Regions from separate parts of the Mus musculus genome. Here region 2 is linked to region 1. A link is a contact called in public promoter capture Hi-C data. All regions are on one chromosome and are shown on one strand. Each heading gives the region's core, a stretch centred on a gene start, on an enhancer-like site or on the middle of the called end of the contact. The rest is flanking DNA. Distances are from core to core; before and after follow the strand shown.

Evidence for each region. Promoter capture Hi-C pulls out the DNA fragments that hold promoters and counts their contacts.
Region 2: a contact with region 1 is called in a promoter capture Hi-C map of pre-B cells, with 4 times the contacts expected there. The contact joins the promoter of Ints3 here to the promoter of Pmf1 in region 1. A contact is called at or near these places in 3 of 39 promoter capture datasets (liver and pre-B cells).

What each region holds. Positions count from the first base shown.
Region 1 is chr3:88,407,619-88,412,446 of GRCm38.p6, forward strand. It overlaps Pmf1 (polyamine-modulated factor 1), which reads right to left and starts at 2,779. Exons shown (of 5, transcript NM_025928.4): 1 at 2,538-2,779. The coding sequence starts at 2,689. It overlaps Slc25a44 (solute carrier family 25, member 44), which reads right to left. Exons shown (of 4, transcript NM_178696.5): 4 at 2,876-4,828.
Region 2 is chr3:90,431,730-90,436,557 of GRCm38.p6, forward strand. Ints3 (integrator complex subunit 3) reads right to left here and starts at 1,907. Exons shown (of 30, transcript NM_145540.3): 1 at 1,075-1,907. The coding sequence starts at 1,221.

The DNA of each region.
Region 1 (4,828 bases), core at 1,529-4,028:
AGGCGGAAGCTGGGGAGGCGGCTCAGTCAGTATAGCATTTGCCACCTGAACATAAGGACTGAGCTTGGTACCCAGCACCCATGTAAAGTCCCAGGGCTCAGGAGGCAGAGCTGGGGGGATCCTTGGGAACTGATGGCCTGCTAGCCTAATCTAATGGTCAAGTCTCAGCTAGGGAGTGATCATGTTTCTAAAGGCTGAATGGGTAAAGGTAATTTCTGCCAAGCCCGGTGACCTGAGTTTGACCCCTGTGATTCACAAGGTAGAAAGAAATGACAGAGAAATGGTTGTGAAAGTTATCCTCCGACCTCCATACACACATAGGGAGATATAGACCAGACTTCAGGGAAATAAGCTTGGAATATTAAGGAGGTGGCTGCTCAAGGGCTATGTATTGTGTACATGGGCAAAGATGCAGTTGTCATGGGAACGGTTGGAAGACTGACTGGTACCTGGCCCTGTCCTAAGCATTCTAGGTGAGTTAGCTTATCAAGTCCTCACAGGATCCTTGTGATGACCATCCATTACCATCATCCCCAATACTCAGATGACCAAGAACTGGTAGACAGAAGCTTGTCCAAGGCCGCTCAGCTGGGATGTGATGAAGCCAGCTAGAATGTACACTCCACCATTCAGAGAAGGGAGAACCCAAGAATCTGAACTATAGAAGGGCCAAAGGGATTGAAGCAGAGACTAAGACCTGCACAGGTTGACTCAAAAGGACGGACTTGGGAGGTAAGACTAAGATGACGCAGCCTGACGAAGGCAGAAACCGTGAAGACAGAGTAAGAGGAGATCTGGACAGGCAGATCTGCACTCAGACATGAATTCTCACCACGACCAATTACCTGAACCTGCAGAGTGGGTAGGGAGTTTCTATGGCTCATACATAAAACTACTCTTTCTGTGTAGTACTGTTTCCTGAATGCCAACCAGCTTTGCTATTTCTGAGCCTGGAGGTAGAGCCCCAGGCCTCCCAGCAGCTCCATCACTGAGCCCTACCTACCACTGAGTCCCATCGCCCTCACCTCCTTGCCTTTCTTTAGTTTAAAATGCCAGCAACTGAGGCACAATTGATGTTCGCTCTTTCCTTGGGCTTAACATAACTATATAAATCACACCCTGCCTAGAGCATCCCAGGCCATAGCACTGGATCAGGATATGGTAAGACCTTAGCCCCTCAGCCTCATGGGACCCACTCCTCTGTAACAAGCTGCTGGCTGCACTGTGTCCTGGTGGGAGACCTGGCTTCTCTCTGAATAGTACTAACTGGCCTTTACCCTGGGCTCCACTAATACCACCAACCCAGTCTCTTCTGGCAGGTTCAAATGTCACAAGACACAGAAAAGGAATCCCTTGCTTGCTGCAGCTAAAGAGAAAGACTGTTTCAGAAGGTCCAGGAGACTGCCAGGACCAAAAAAAAAAAGATTTCGCTTTTGGAGAGACAAGGCAGGGGAGTGCAGATAGCAGGGCCATGTGCGACTGCATCTTTATATTGTGAAACCTAAGATTGGCACTTCTGGCAGTTGGGCCTTAGCCAGGCCAACGAAAAGGACAGCAGGGCAAGAATTTGAGGTCCACCTGAAGCCAGCATGTCCAGTCTTCCTCTAGTCACTGTGGAAGTCACTAGAGCTCTGCTGGCTGGAGCGGGAAGGCATGGGAGGTGGCGAGCACTGAGCCTATAGTCTTTTTTTTTTGAGACAAGGTTTCTCTGTAGCCCTGGCTGTCCTGGAACTCACTCTGTAGACCAGGCTGGCCTCAAATTCAGAAATCCGCCTGCCTCTCCCTCCCAAGTGCTGGGGTTAAAGGCTTGCGCCACCACTGCCCGGCTAACATTCCTTTTTTTAAAATGTTAATTTGATTCGGTCATGTTTATGTCTAGGTATTTTGCCTGCACGTATGTATTTGCACCATGTACATGCTTAATGCCCACCAGAATAGTGTCAGATCCCCTGGAAGTGGAGTTACAAGTGGGTGTGAACCACCATGTAGGTGCGCTGCAAGATCTGCAAGATCAACGAGTGCTCTTACCACTGAGCCCAGGACATTCCTGGTTATGAGGCCTGGCACACCAGCCTGTAAGGACAGCCACTCATTTCTGAGTTCGAGACCAGCTTGGTCTACAGAGTGAGTTCCAGGACAGCCAGGGCTACAGAGAAATCCTTTCTCAAAAAAAAAAAAAAAAAAAGACTGCAAGCTCAGTGCTTGCCACCTCCCGCGCGCTCCAGCCAGCAGAGCTCTGCGCTCATCTGGCGCCCTGGCGCGTTAGGTCTACGTAAGCAGATGACCTCTGGGGAAGGACGTCGGCTGCCCTAAGGCTGCCGCGGGCCCCAGGCTGCTGCCTTGCGGGACGGTGGAGAAGACAGCAACTGCAATCCGACCTTCCCTCTACTCCTCCGCAAACCGCGGCGAGAGGTTTCAGGGGAGCAGCCCTGCTCCACCGCGGCGGGTCGCCCACGTGACTGCGCCAAGCGTATCTCGCGGGACTTACGATCCTGCGACAGACCTCCCGCCACCTCTCCCCATTGGTCGCCACCTACCTCCTGTCGGCGACTAGCTTCTGGAGGAAAGTGTCTACTATGGCGTCCAGGAGTTTCACCCTGGGGATGGTCGCGTCCCCTGGCACAGCTTCCGGAGAGGAGCCCTCAGGCCCCCTTTCCGCAGCCTCGCTATCTCGGCTCACCTCAGCCATGTTGAAATTGAACCGCCAAAATAAACTGGCCCTGCAGCTCCTCCCAACAGGACCTCCGATTGGAGGCCGCGGAATGCCCGTCACGGAGCCGGATGGGGCGGGGCAGTGGCCGAGGACGAGGAATTAGTTCTCAGCTCCGGGGGGAGGGAGGGGGGGAAGGGCAGAAAACAAAACCCAAAAGCCAGAGTTTAGGGGCTCAATAAAAACTTTTAATTACATTTCAAAGATCTCATACAGTGCAACAGTGAATATTCGCAGCTAATCTCCTCGAGTCCATTTCTAGCTAATGCTGAATGTGCATTCTTTCCCATGTGCCTCTATCCAGCCCTCCTGTCTTGCCGAGTTTCTAATTTGTGTGTTGACCAATGGGTCAACATTTCTAGCTGTTTTGGTCTCCAGTTTTGGAAAAATGGCCGCCCACTGGCTCATCTTCACCAAGGCCAATCCCAGACCCTGACCTTGGGAGAGTAGGAGTTCCGACACGGGGGTGCCTTTTACCTTTATATCCAAGGTCCTTTCAAACACAAGGGGAAAGAAGGAAAGGGAGATAGGACAAGAAAGGGAGAGGCTTAAACACCGGACAAGAAAAGTCGGGAAGGAGTAACCTAAGGTATGAAAGGTGGGAGGAACCTATGTCCACACTCTGCCCCGTTAGGAAAGACCAAAGAGCAGAGCTGTCCAATCACAAAGGTCTTGATAGTGAAAGCCTGAGAGGGGCCCTTGCTCCACTGTATTGATAGGTCTTAAGGTAGAGGTGAGGAGCGAAAGGATTTAAAATGATCTGTGGGCTTCACCCTTCAGATGACTATGGGCAAGATTGAAGGGCTCTCTCAATAAAGTGCAGGAAGTGGGGCCTGGCGGCGTCCTGTAAACCTGGAACTTAGGAGGTGGAGGAAGATGAAGAGTTCTAGGCTACCCTCTGCTACATAATGAATTCAAACCCAGCCTGGGATATATGAGACCCTGTCTCAAAAAACAAACCAAAATGCTGAGACATTAGTAGAGGGCTCAGAAGGAAACAAATACAGACTACAGCGAGTAGTAGGAGGTGTGTGTGTGGAGACTGGGTCAAGTCAGGATGGAAGAATGTGGAGCAGCCGTGAGAAACATGAAGGCTTCAGTTAGCACCTTCCAATTTGGCACCATGGCATTTCCCAAGCATCTCCCAGGCTGAAGAGCAAGATCTGCCTGCTTTCTTCCCTCCCATTCCTGGATGTGCCTCTCTGCCACCAACACAGGCTCAGTAGAGGCAGGGAAGAGGGACGCTCCTGAGGAAAGCATCAATGGTTTTGGCAGTAAGAGGCTGGTAACCAGGTGGACCTGGCCTTGGGTGCCTTCCTGACTGTATTTTTTTTTTTTTTCTGTTGCCAGCACAGGGTACCATGACTGGGATGATACTTCACAACCAAGGACAAGAAAAAAAAGGATAGTTCATATTCCAGAGTCCCACTGTGAGACACCTGTTGCTATTCATCTGGGTGGCAGGTGTGCCTGTGGCACTGCTGCCTCGGGCTCAGAACCTCCGTTGTACCTCCAGGGCTTGGCTCAGCTGGCCTGAGGAGATAAGAGTGAGGAACACACATCCAAGCCAGTGGCTCTTTCCCAACCTGGCTTCAGGGCAAAGTTCCAAGGACAGTGTTCTCTAGTAAGTCTGACCCACTTATAACTATGCCCCTCTACTGTAGTCACCTGGGCCAATGAAGGCCAGCAGCTCATGCGGTTCCCGGGCCTGAGGGACAGGGAAGGGGGATAAAGAATTGGGATCTGTGTCACAGTTTTCCACTTCTCCAAGGAGTGGGGTCTGACAGCAGACTGAGCTATGAGGGTGAGTTGGCTCATTCACAGATGTTCAGCTACACATAGGAAGCCTTAGCATTCCTCCCTCCTAGTAACTCCCCTAGAAGATGAACGCCCTGCAGAGTGTGTGCTGCTCCGATTTGTCCCCCCAAAGGCAGGACAAAGCAGTGAACAACTCAGGTCCCAAATTTAAAATAAGCAGGCATAAAAAAATAAATAGACCCCAGGCAGCTACTCAGAGCCTTGGCCTGAGGCTCGAGAAGAAGCAGGGGACAAGCAAACGAGGAGCAGCTCTTCTCCAGGCCTGAGGGAAGGTCAGAGAGGGGTGCCAGAGGGGCTAAC
Region 2 (4,828 bases), core at 657-3,156, 2.0 Mb after region 1:
AGTTTACCTGCCTACTCTGGCATGTGATAAAGGACTGTGACATAGTGTCAGGGAAACAGCCTGTGAGTGAGGGGACAGGGCCTGTTCATTTCCTCCCCCTATCCTTGGGTAACCATGGAACTGAATGCTTTAGGCTTTACAAACAGTTCAACAATCATGCCTCCGTCTGTCCTACATCCTAAGTACGTCTTCCTGTGTGTAAGTTGTGGAAGTGGCTACACAGATCATCTCTAGTTAGTCAAGCACAGGGTGAGACCAAGCAAAGAAAAGGAAGGGACAAGCCTCCTCACTCATGTTCTGTGTCTGCCTGTCGTTGTTTTGTTTTGTTTTGTTTTGTTTTGTTTTCTGAGGCTGGGTTTCTCTCTGTAGCCCTGGCTGTCCTGGAGCTCTCTTTGTAGACCAGGCTGGCCTCAAACTCACAGAGATCCACTTGCCTCTGCCTCCCGTACCTCTCCTTCGTGTGTGTATGTACTCTCTGGTACTAAGGAAAGCAGTCCCCTATATACTGGCTCACCCCACTGCTATGACTGATATTACCAAACTAGATACTACTTACTTGTAAGTCTTCACTCACTCTATAAATGCTCGGTTAAAATCACTGACAAGTGTCTGTATCCACACACAGTCAATGATACCATCTAAGAAGAGGGGCCAAGTCTGTAGGAAGTTGCCAATCCTCAGACACCTGCCTGTAAACACATATATACTTTTCAACTTAACACTCTCAAATAGGGTGGATATTTTAGATAGCTATTGGTGTGTATGTGGGAAGAAATGAAAATAACTTTGGTCAGTACTGATGCTACATCCCTTCTGTAACCAACACCCCTCACACCCATTTTCTTAATAGCGGCAGCTGTTACTAGGGCAACCTGTCCAGGAAATTGACCCACACTTCTTCCTCCAGAAGCAGGAAGCAAGAGCAATGTTTCTGCCTTACAAAAAAAAAATAATAATAATAATAAATAAATAAAATAAACTTGAAGGCCTTTTCTCCCCACCCCCACCCCATATGCGATCCAGCATCCCTCCTCAACCCAATTCCTTACTCCCTTCCCCACCCCCCACACCTACCTCCTCTAACTCATCCTTGGCATCCAAACTGGTTGAAAGTAGCAGCCTCCCCCCTCCTGGGGCTCCTGCTCCCGCTCCTCCTCCTCCACCTCCCGCTGCTCCTGATGCAGCAGCTGCTACGGTCCCCTTTCCCTTCTGTAACTCCATGGCTGCAGCCAAGAGACCAGAAGAGGTCAAGGGAGTAGACGGGTGTTAAGTCCTAGAAATGGAGAACTCTGGCTTGCCAAGGACGAGGAGCAAGAGGAACAAGTGGGAGGGAGGCCGACAGGCCTGGCTTTCCGCACTCTTGCCTCCTCTCCTGCGGAGGGGGAAGGCGCGGGTTCTCTAGATGCTCCCTCAGGAGTGGCCGGGCTGGGGCAAAGCTTTTGCGCAGAAGTATGGTAGACTAAGGGTCTTGTGTCCTGCAGGGAGATAGGCAAGGCTGCCACCCTTGCAGAAGTGGAGGGGGAAACCCTCTGGCTTCTTATCCTGAAAGGAGGGGAAACCCTAAGTTTCTGCCTCTCGAGGCGTGGGAAGGAGTCCTGGCCCTGAATTGGGAGTGGGAAACCTTCCCGGCGGGATTGGGAAACGCGGTTCCTTGGAATCCGGCCCCTAGCGGGTGAGGATGCAGCAGGAGCGCTATGGGAGGACCAGCTTCTCCCCACACCACACAGAGGCGGCCATGGTGGAAGGGCGGGGGAGGCTGAGAGTGCCCGAGCGGGCAGAGTCGTCGCCGGCGCCGGAAGTGAGCAGTCGCGGTCCCGGGCGTCCGCCAATAGCGGCTTCCGCGGTGGCGCCAGGTCTCTAAGGAGTAAGCCGACGACGGCGGACTGGCCTTTTCCCGGGCTGCCAATTGTAGGGAGAAGAATTGAGTCTGGTCTGACGGGCAACAAGTGTGCCCAATCGCATCCTTCCTCTGCATCTGGAGGCGGGACGGGAGGTACGGAGTGGGTGCTACTGCTGGGCGATCCGGAAAAAGCCGGGCTGCGCCTGCGCGCGCCAACACGCATGCGCGACGTTTCCCTCTTGCTCCACTCCCTACAGGTGTTCGGAACGTTGTCCTTGGGTAGTAGGCTGGGAGGATGGAAACCTAGCCCATAAGTGTCTATTCAGGAAAAGGAGCTGCCGAGTCCCAACCCCTACGCAGTCGCGTAGCAAACGCCCTCAGGGTCTGAAGCTACTTCCTGAACTAAAAATGCTACACGCGGCCGATTGTATGAGCTCTTGGGTGTGCAATTATTAGTAACAATTTGAAAACAAAAAAAGTGCATTGATTCTCTAGTGCAAACCAAATAGTTAGAATCGTACCAGCACTCGCTTTAACACAGTTTACTAAGTGATGGGACCTCGTCTTTTGAGACTCTGGGACTGACAAATGTCACTGAAGCCTATTGTATTTACACACACACAATCCATTGAGAGTTGTGGTTTGTTGTGATCATAGTAGGGCTTGATTGTATGAGAGTTCTTTTACCGTGCGTCTCTCAACAGAACTTTTCATTTTTAGGCGTATGAGCCTATTGCTGTCCACAGCTCTAAGGTGGGTGTGGTAATATATGCCTGCCATCCTAATACGTGGGAAGCTGGCCCATCAAATTCATGTTCCCCTTCCGTCCCCCATTTGTAGATATAGGCCTATTTTCCTGCACTATCCATTTTCAAGGCCAGTGGGCAGGTAAATTGTTAACAATGTCCTTGGAAGAATTCCAAGTTCCATAGCTACTGTTTTGGGAGTGAAGCACTCTTGAACCCAAGCTGGCCTCACTTTTGTGGCATTCTTTCTGCCTCCCAGGGACTTCTGTATCCTAATTACAAATAAAATAAGACCCGGACTGGCCGATCTCCAAATACACTTCTGGCATTCTACAATCCTCCTGAGTAAGCTTTGAATAACTTCTAGGTAAAGGACTGATTCAGCCTCGGAACTACAAACAAGTCATTACAATAGCTTAATATAACCGGGACACATGTATTGGATGGAAAGAAGAAAAAGAAAGGGCCGGGCGTGGTGGTGCACGCCTTTAATCCCAGCACTCGGGAGGCAGAGGCAGGTGGATTTCTCAGTTCGAGGCCAGCCTGGTCTACAAAGTGAGTTCCAGGACAGCCAGGGCTACACAGAGAAACCCTGTCTCAAAAAAACAAAAAAAAAAAAAAAAAAAGAAAAAAGAAAAGAAGGAAGGAAAAAAGATGTATAATACTGAATATTCTTTCCATTTTTTTTTTTTTTTTGAAGTGTACTGGGTTTGTTTGTGGTACTGATGATTGAACTCAGGAATTCAAAATAGGTAAATGCCCTGCCAGGGAACTTCCATGTGCTTTTTTTAATTTTAAAAATTCATTTATTGTTTTTTGAGACACTTGTTCCTATGTAGGTAAGGATGACTTTCCTGATCCTCTCAAGAGTTAGGACTGCATGTGTGCACCACCACAATTGTGCTTTATAGCATCTTTAAATAAGCACTGTATAGTGTAGTGGGGGCTGGCGCTGGGGTGCTTGCCTTCCATCTGCAAAGCTGCATTCACTCAGGAAGTGGTGGCGCACGCCTTTAATCCCAGCACTTGGGAGGCAGAGGCAGGCAGATTTCTGAGTTCGAGGTCAGCCTGGTCCACAGAGTGAGTTCCAGGACAGCCAGGGCTACACAGAGTAGCCCTGTCTTGAAAAAAAAACAATAATAATAATAATAATAGTAATAATAATAATAATAAAGGAAGAGGAAGAAAGAGGAGTGAATTGCTGGAGAGATGGAACAATGTAAAAATTGTTTGTCCTGAAGTGCGAGGAGTGGACTTTGGGTTTCTAGAGCCTATATGTGTGTGTGTGTGTGTATATATATATATATATATATATATATATATATATATATATATAGTGCCTAAGCAAGCATGTGTTCACTCAGATGTGTTTGGTGTTATTCCTTAGGGACAATCCACATTGTGTTTTGTATTGTTGTTGTTTTGTTTTTTATTTTTGGTTTTTGTTTTGTAGAAACCTAGGGTTTGTGTTTGGGCTAGGGCAGCTGAGCAGCAGGCCCAAGGATTTGTCAACCTCCACCTCCCTGGCACTGCGTCTGTCACAAGCTTCTTGCCATGCCCCATTGTTAACGTGGGAGCAAGTGATCAAACTCAGATACTCATGCATGCACAGTAGCCAGCTGAGCTCTCCCTCTGACATTTGTTTATTTATGTATTGTTTTTTGCACTCCAGAGGCAAAGGCAGGCAGATCTTTGAGTTCAAGGCCAGCCTGATGTACAGAAGAAGTTTCAGGACAGCCAAGATTACACAGAGAAACCCTGTCTCAAAAAACAAAACAAAACAAAACAAAACAAAACAAAACAAAAAAACTTTCTGCTTTAGCCTTCTAAGTGTGGAGATTAGAGGTTTATTCTATTTTTTAAATTATAGGTATTTTTTTTTTATTTTTCCTATGTTTTGTTTCTCAATGATTTGGTATAAAATAAGGACCAAGGCTCAGTGGTAGAGGAAGTGACTACCTAGCCTGGGTGAAGAAGTCCTATGTTCAATTCCCAGTAATTCCCTCCAGAAAAGTAAATGTCATTGAACTCTGCTGTAATAGCACAAGAATAGCTGAATTATCTTCTATTTCCTCTTAGAATGTGATATTACAAAATACTTTTCAGGATATTCAACTTGCAAAGTAGAAATTATATTATAAGCTTATCACAGGCTGGGACATAGCTCACTGGTAGGTAGGGCAATTGTCCAACCATGTGATGCCCTAAATTCAATATCCAATACTGAAAAACAGAAAAACAA